Regions from separate parts of the Mus musculus genome. Here regions 1 and 3 are each linked to region 2. A link is a contact called in public HiChIP or PLAC-seq data. All regions are on one chromosome and are shown on one strand. Each heading gives the region's core, a stretch centred on a gene start, on an enhancer-like site or on the middle of the called end of the contact. The rest is flanking DNA. Distances are from core to core; before and after follow the strand shown.

What was found. HiChIP or PLAC-seq counts read pairs in DNA pulled down with a chosen protein or histone mark.
Region 1: an H3K27ac HiChIP or PLAC-seq map of large pre-B cells shows a contact between it and region 2, with 4 times the contacts expected there. The contact joins the promoter of Cstdc2 here to the promoter of E130215H24Rik in region 2. A contact is called at or near these places in 4 of 39 promoter capture datasets (cranial neural crest, hippocampal neurons, liver and 1 more) and 3 of 115 datasets of contacts at active chromatin or transcription factors (large pre-B cells, neural progenitor cells and pancreatic cancer cells).
Region 3: an H3K4me3 HiChIP or PLAC-seq map of pro-B cells shows a contact between it and region 2, with 6 times the contacts expected there. The contact joins the enhancer-like site here to the promoter of E130215H24Rik in region 2. A contact is called at or near these places in 3 of 39 promoter capture datasets (hippocampal neurons, liver and pre-B cells) and 1 of 115 datasets of contacts at active chromatin or transcription factors (pro-B cells).

The regions. Positions count from the first base shown.
Region 1 is chr2:148,849,536-148,852,235 of GRCm38.p6, forward strand. It overlaps Cstdc2 (cystatin domain containing 2), which reads right to left and starts at 1,399. Exons shown (of 3, transcript NM_029960.3): 1 at 1,136-1,399. The coding sequence starts at 1,345.
Region 2 is chr2:150,666,139-150,668,838 of GRCm38.p6, forward strand. It overlaps E130215H24Rik (RIKEN cDNA E130215H24 gene), which reads left to right and starts at 1,356. Exons shown (of 2, transcript NR_040331.1): 1 at 1,356-1,819; 2 at 2,323-2,700. It overlaps Acss1 (acyl-CoA synthetase short-chain family member 1), which reads right to left and starts at 2,102. Exons shown (of 14, transcript NM_080575.2): 1 at 1,747-2,102. The coding sequence starts at 2,059.
Region 3 is chr2:149,281,987-149,284,686 of GRCm38.p6, forward strand. No RefSeq gene overlaps it. Among named protein-coding and RNA genes, the nearest start is that of Cst10, 120 kb to the right of the region's middle. Within about 2 kb of position 1,450, at least 37 of the 459 cell types and tissues checked have an H3K27ac peak or open chromatin away from gene starts, as enhancers often do. A contact at or near this core is called in pro-B cells, where this site is marked.

The DNA.
Region 1 (2,700 bases), core at 149-2,648, 1.8 Mb before region 2:
TCTCAGGACAGTTAGCTTGTCCTGACAGTCAGCAAGTTTTCCCAGCCTACCTTTTGTTTCTCTTCCTTTCACTTCCTCATTTTTTCCAATGACTTGTTTGTGCATGTGTGTGCATAAAGCCTAGAGTGACAGCAGGAGTGTTCCTCAGCAGCTCTCCATCTTACCTTTTGACACGGGACATGTCACTGAAGCTGAGGCTGACTCACACTAGGCTGGTCAGTAGCTGGCCCTCTCCAGACTTTTCTGTCTCTGCCTTTCAGACACTGGGATTGCAGGTGTGCATCTCTGAGCCAGGCTTTTTACATAGGTGATGAGGATCCAAACTCTAGTCCTCATATTTGTGTGGTAAGCACTTTACTGACAGATCCCTCTGCAACCCTCAAACTGTTTTAATTTTTTAATATGCTTGTAAGTTGCCCATACTTCTCTAAAATATCACTTGAGCATGTTTCAGTAGAAACTCCAATTAAACTCATTTGATTATCATCATAATCAACAACAACAATAACAGCAACAATGTACAAAGTACAAAGACAAATACAAAAAGGTATGAGAAAAGAATTAAGCAAGGATGGAAGGGGTATACAGAGAGTAATGGGAGGCGAATATGGTGAAAATACATTATGTACATTTATGAAGTGTCATGATGAAATCTGTTATTGTGCATAATAAATATATGCTAGCAAAAACTTTTAAAGGTGCTTTTGACATATCTTCAGTCTTTGCCTATGGGATTTTTGTGTAAATATTTTCTTTGTTCAATAGAAAGATCTCCCTAGAAGTGCTTATTCTGTGAATTATTATTATTATTATTATTATTATTATTATATTGCATCAAAGTCCAGATCTTCCTGTACCAGCTTTCAAAATGCTGGAACTACATTTGTATACCACCATGCCTGATCTAAAATGTATTCTTTAATTAAGTAAGTACTATCATAAAACAGGATAATATTGCATAGTAATTTTTATGTGAGTAAACTTAATTCAAAAGAATATGTAACTTAGAAAAGCATTCTAAACAATGAAGCCAAATGATTTATATGTAACTCAGCCATGGGTTGCAAATGTCTAGCCAAGACAAAAGTGTCCTGCCTGCTTTATCAGAAAACAGCAAGTGGACAAGATCACCTACCTGTACTTTCAAGAAATTCATGATGTGTATCACCCTGTAGGCATATTCATCCTTGCTCTTTTTGTGGAATGCACTCAAAGCAAACTTCACTATGTCAGGTTCACTGACTAGTTTATCGAGTTCGAGAGTATCCTCTTCCGAACACCATGCCTGAGCTCCCTGGACATAGATACCAGAGAGAGCCAGTAATATTGTCCAGGGCAGAGCCATCTTCCCCGCTGGCGACAATATGATGCAGGTTCTGTCTCCTGTCTTTGCCCTTACAGCCCTGTTCCTTTAAGTCTAACCCTTAAATTAATTTCCTGGGCTCCAGACTCCTCCCTCTGGGGATTCTCTTGATCATCACTCCGAGTTCCTTCCCCCTTGGTACCACCTCCCTCAGTCAAAGCTGTTCATTTTCCTCCTGTCCCGGATGGAGCAAAGAGCACCCAGGCAGAGTGGTTTGTAAAGAACAAGTAAGATAAGAGATTGAGGGGCTCCTGATCTGAGTCCTACCACACTCACTACCTGTGACTCACTGGATAGAAGAGCCTTGAAGAGAACGCCCCATGGTCAGGTGCTGAAAGATTGATAACTGGCAGTGTTAGTGAAAGGCAATTTCTGGACGTGCCAGTAGAGGGAGACAGTGACTCAGGAAAAGACAGATTAAAATGGGAAGCATGAGAGCAACTTGATTTCTCTTTATGCTTGAGCTGCAGTGTGGCACAGGAGAGGCAGTTGTCTCCTCTTGAGTTGTTCCTAAGGAATGTTTCGCTGTGCCTATGTGATAGGGAACTTCCCCTATCCTCTCCTAGCCTGAATGAGCATCCTGGTGTAGGCTTCTAGGAGATGGCACCAACACTGAGGTGTCTAGAGTTCAGGAATCCAAGGTGCCAATTATGCCCTCTTGTGGCCATAATTACGAAAGCTCGGGCAGCAAATTGGACTGGCACATCGAAACACCACATTCTCTTTAAAAGAAGACTGAGGCCTTGTCTTCATGGTAAAGTGTGCCTTCAGACTGCATCAGCATCTACATGTAATGTTTGGGGACTGTGAGCGCTGACTCTACCCAGCATGTCCATACTCTGCTGCGATACTGCCCCAGCCTTTTGAAGTGGTAGCTGAGATGGAACACAGAGTTGGACAACAGTCAAAAGACTGATGGTCTTGTAACTCTAACTGTACTGGGGCTAGAAGCTGATGGCTTCTTTTCTCCTTAACCCTCTGTGCTTTATTAAACACTGGGAACTTAACTCTTTATTACTGTTCTGTGCTTAAATATGGACTAATAACTATCATTGTTCCGTGCTTCAATAAAAGCTGAAAACCTAACTCTTTTTTGAAAAAATTTTTATTAGATATTTTCTTTATTTACATTTCAAATGCTATCCCCTTTCCTGGTTTCCCCTCTGAAACACCCTATCCCATCCTCTCTCTCCCCCTGCTTCTATGAGAGTGTTCCCCCACCCACCTACCCATTCCTGCTTCCATGTCTTGGCATTCCCTTACACTGGGGCATCGACCTTCACAGGACCAATGGCCTCTCCTCCCATTGATGCCCCACAAGGCCCTCCTCTGCTACA
Region 2 (2,700 bases), core at 106-2,605:
AGAAGACCACACCCAAGCCTCACCATAAGGCTGATACCACTTCTTATCAGCTACAAGCTTGGTCGTCCCAGCGGCCTTGACCTCTTAAGGGAGGAGAGGTTTCCAAAGAAGCCGCACACTTTCTGCCCCCTTCCTTCTGCAAACTGCTATACTCACTTGAAGGACACTTTCTGCAAACGCAAGAACTTCTTAACCCAAGTTGAAGAATTTGCTGACTCAAGTCTAAAGGCAACACTTATCTAGTAAAAGACTCATTTAGATTAAACTTGTCAAGTGATATAATATACGGGGGAAAAATGACTTGTCCAAAGTTTCTTTAAAGTTTTGTGCTTTAAAAAAAGAACAGGGGGCTGGCAAGATGGCTCAGTGGTTAAGAGCGCTGACTGCTCTTTCGAAGTTCCCGAGTTCAAATCCCAGCAACCACATGGTGGCTCACAACCATCCGTAATGAAATCTGATGCCCTCTTCTGGAGTATCTGAAGACAGCTACAGTGTACTTACATATAATAAATAAATAAATAAATAAATAAATAAATAAATAAATAAATAAAAACAGACCCTATAATTTCTGAATATATTAAATCAGAACTGCTACAGCTTATTGATCACCAGTAAGCCTGGACAGGTTACTGTATCCCCACCCCCAGCACTGCGGTACAGACAGCATAAGAGGTGAGTATTGCTTTCTCATTTTACAAATGGGGCGATTGAGACGCACCAAAGCTGAAGAGGTAGTGAAACTGCAGACACCAGATTCCACCTCTAACTTTGGTCCTTAAACAAAGCATCACCTGCCACCTCGTCTTAAAGACCTTCAGTTCGTCCCTTACGCATCTCTGACCCATCCAACCCTCGCTCCCATCCCACAGGAATGCAAAAGTTCCCAACCCTCTGCTGTGCACCAGAGACACAGCCTGTCTGTCCAGCCCCTCTCAGTCCAACCCCTCCTTCAGTTCTCGGCTCCTCCGTGTGTTTCCCTGCCTCCACCCTCAGCAGAATCCGGGCTCATCAGAAAACTGACAGCTAGAGTGACTGATGTGTCTCGTTTAGAGATCAAGGGGGAGGCTGGTACATAGTCCAAGCTGGCTTTGAGTTCAGCTCCTCTTGACTCAGACTCCGGAGAGCTGAAGTTACACCTGCCTTTGACACTGTAGACGTTTGTTTTTGGGGTGCAGTTCTTAGACCGAGAACTTCCTGCCCACATACCCCAACCGGAGGAGATAAGCAGTTCCCTCCCAGGGGCTGACACTTTCTTCTTCCTGCACCCACCAAGCTCTGTTTACACTGCAAGGTTTGTCCTCAGGGGAGCCTCGAGCCCTAGCACCTGCAGTTGCCGATAGCAACCTATGTACTTTGCGTTTACCCTGCTGATCTGGGGGCCCTGAGTCAGAAAAGCCTGGACTCTTGGAGCATGGGCTCTCTCCATCTAGGCCTATCTGGGGTCCTAAGCTTTGTGTCTGAAGACAAAGCCCCCTAGAATCTGTGTTAGGGTAGAACACTCTGAGGTTAAACCGGGTATCCCCAGTTTCCCGCTAGAGACAGCGCTGCAGACTTGGGAGGGTAACTGCTGCTTCGCCAGCTGCAGTCTCTAGATCCGGTGGAATACAGAACAAAGTGACGTGACCCAAGGATTAGGGTGGGTGGTGAAGCATTCTGGAGAAAAGAGCCAAGGCCTGGGGGCAGCTGCTACTGACTGGAGCCTCCCGAGTCTCGGCGAAAATGAGCTGGACCCAGCAAGGCACTCACCAGACACATTCAACTGGCCTCCCAGGAACCAGCCGATCTTGCCCGTCCTGAAGTCACAGTCCCAGACAGTATGGTAAGGAGTGTCCCAAACTAGTGTGTCACGGGCCAGCGGCCCCCAGAAGGCGGCCGGCTCCTGGGCTGCCTGAGCGCTCAACGCGGGGTACGAGCCTGGTTGCGCTGCTGCAGGAACGCAGCCCGGGAGTCGGGTGGCGGTCGAGCGGGACACGCTCAGTGACCACCCCGATTGTCCAGAGCGCCCTTGCAGGCCACGCAGCAGTCGCCCCACACCGCTGCCGAGGCTGCGCGCCGCCATCTCGCCCGACGCCCCACGCGGGTGCGGTAGCCTGAGCGCCCCTAAGAGTCTCCACGGCCCCGCCCCGGCTCCGCCCCCGCGGCCACCACCCACTACTTCTCTCCCGGAGAAGCAGCTTCCTTGAGCCTGCCCCTTCCCACCTCTTCCCTCCTGGACAGGGACTCCGGGAGGTGGGTAGAACTAGGTTTTGTTGTGCGCCCAGTCCGGGGCTAGCCCGCGCTCTCGGCTTCAGTTTCCTGGGTTTCTGCGATCTCTTTTTACAGACCAAATAACTTTCTGGCTGGCGACAGAAGCTGCAAGTACACGGTTGGCCCAGCCTCCGGACCTGGGACACAGGCAGCGCTCTGAGATAAGATTGGGAACGCGTCTAAGTGGTCATAAGAGCGAAGCAGCTCACAGATGGTGTGGATGAACCGTCAGTTGGTTCAGCATACCATAGATTGAAGTCAAAGCTTTCCTCCTTAGGAGACCTTCTGAGAGTAAAGCCCTCTCCCAATGGTGTGGGCCTGTACAACCATGCCACACACACATAAATCACCCGCAGCGGGCTAAAGGGCTGATGAGCAACCCTGGGGGCCTTCAAACAGGAAAGGAGGTGCTATGAAGGCCTGAGTCCAGTAACAATATTTTGGTTACCAGCT
Region 3 (2,700 bases), core at 200-2,699, 1.4 Mb before region 2:
GTTTCAGGGATAAGTTTGCAAATTTTACTTCTACACTGACTTTTACATAGACAATGGGAATGTGAACTAAGATCCTTTCTCTTGTGGAGTAAGCAATTATCCAACTAAATGATTTCCTCAGTTCCAACATGACATTTGATATCAGATTATGGATAGCCCAATTGGCACAAAACAGCTAGACATTAACCAGAAAACACTAGTGTAATGTCCTGAAGCTCCTCTCCACAATTTCATTTCCTTCCTTCCTTCCTTCCTTCCTTCCTTCCTTCCTTCCTTCCTTCCTTCCTTCCTCCCTCCCTCCCTCCCTCCCTCCCTGCCTGCCTGCCTGCCTGCCTGCCTGCCTGCCTGCCTGCCTTCCTGCCTTCCTGCCTTCCTGCCTTCCTGCCTTCCTGCCTTCCTTGACTCTCTTGCCTTGCCTGGTTTCTTTTTTCTTCCTTCCTTCCTTCCTTCCTTTCTTTCTTTCTTTCTTTCTTTCTTTCTTTCTTTCTTTCTTTCTTTCTGCTTTTGTTTGTTTGTTTGTTTGTTTGTTTGCTTGGTTTTTTTAATTTTCTTTGAGACAGACTTTCTCTGAATAGCCCAGGCTGGCCTGGAACTCACTTTGTAGACCAGGCTGGACTCAGACTAAGAAATCCCTTGTCTCTGCCTTCCAAGTGCTGTGATTAAAGGTGTGCACCATGATCACCTGGCTCCATTTCATTTTCTAAGTGGTTTTGGTGTCATATCCTATAGATTGAAGTACAGACCATAAGGTTAAATGATCACTTCACATGCCTATAACTTCCACCATAAATTGTAACCTCATTCTAAATTTTTACTATCATGTGTAACTGGCTCACAAAATATATCAAAGTTATTTGTTCAACCATTGGCCATAAAAATTATTCTAGGGACATCTCAGAGGTAATATAGCCATAGTAATAGGTCATAACAGAAATGACACATTCATGAAAAGTCAATTTAATTGAATTTAGTTATTCAATGCATTTAGGAATCATGCTTGAATAATACTATTGCATATGCAGTTCAAAGTACAATAAAGTCCAAACCACAGTGTATACATACTGATAAAAATATTTTAATACTAAAATGTCTATTGTATTAAAACTCAGGATTTTGAAAATGTTGCTATTAAAGATCATGACATCATTTAAAACTACAGATTAATAAATGTATATCTTGGTCAAAGTTGACGTATCAGTGGAAATTTTATTATACAAGAAAAGAATGAAGCACAAAACTTTGATATGATGGTATTTTCTTCACAAAATACTATAATGTGGTATGAGAACACATTTGGTAATATGTTAGGGGCCAAAAGAAAGTTCTTTGTAAAAGCCTCAAGAAGATTGCCAAAAGACCTAAAAGTTGGACCTCCTCCCCAAGCTGACTAAATTCAGATGAAGGTTACCAACCGACTGTTCTGAGAATTACCACAAGATGTTCCAGACTTGAAGCAAACAGCAGACGTCCTAACCACAAGATGTACTTTTAGATATCATGCTTCCCCTTACAGCACCCACCAAGAAAAATTACCACTGCTTACCCCTGCCCTTCTGCATAAGGGTTATTTCCCCTTTATTATCTTTGTATAAAAACTGCAAGCTTTGCTGAATACAATGAGACCTTGACGAGATACAGATTGACATCGTGTCTTTTCTGTGCTTGGTCTCCGTTTCTCTCTCACCCCAGGAGCAGTCCCCTTGACACCCACGAATATCTATACCTGCTGGACGGGTCAGTAATACTCCCTTCATGGAGTATTTAATTTCAAAATTAAATTCTATGTCCCTTAAATTCCCACCTAAAATTCTGCAGTGTTTTAACTCACTGGATATTCAATTACATATGTTCATGGCCTCTTAATGATGCTGACTGCTATGGATCATTTAGGGCAATAATGTCTAGTGTATATGTTATCATCAATTGAATGTCTGATATAGCTACTAATGATTGATAGTATTAGTAGTATACTTGTGCGACTGGAAAAGTACTAGGATCTTTCTTGTTCCAATCTATATCTTAGCTTGAACTCATAGTACTTTCTGGAATGTACTCAGATATAGAATAAATATTTTTCTATGACACTGAAGCAGTTCTCAATAACATCTCAGCCTTTACTGATAATCCCTTCTTTCTTACATTGTTCTTATCATCCACAGTGATATTCCCCTTTGCAAGGTATACTTTTGGTATTTTTTTCCCAAATTATTCTATGAAACTACTGTCTTCTTTTTTTTTTTTTTTGTGAGACTTGTAAATTGCAAAACAGCTCATGGAATGGTAAATTTTCTACACATTGCATCTGTATATATAGTTAGAAATGTGAACATCTAAGAATAACAAAACAGAAACTCATGCACCATGATATAGGAAAAAAGATAAAACTGCCCTGCAGGTTAGTTGCATAATACTATGGCAGAAAGCCCAGACAGTTGAAAGGGCTGGTCTGTTCTGTATATAGACTGCAAAGCCTAGATGTTGTATAGAATATTTAATCTCAATCAGAGGCATTTACACCAACTTTGATCAAGTAATTTACAAATAAAGGGCACACATATTCTTCTATGCCATTAGAATCGACTTTCCTAGTAGTAACTCAGAATTATTACTCATGATGTATCAACTGGGCTACCCTTTACTCCAATTCGCAGCCCGCATGGTTTTGTATTCATAACTCACCTACACTATGGCTTCTTCCTC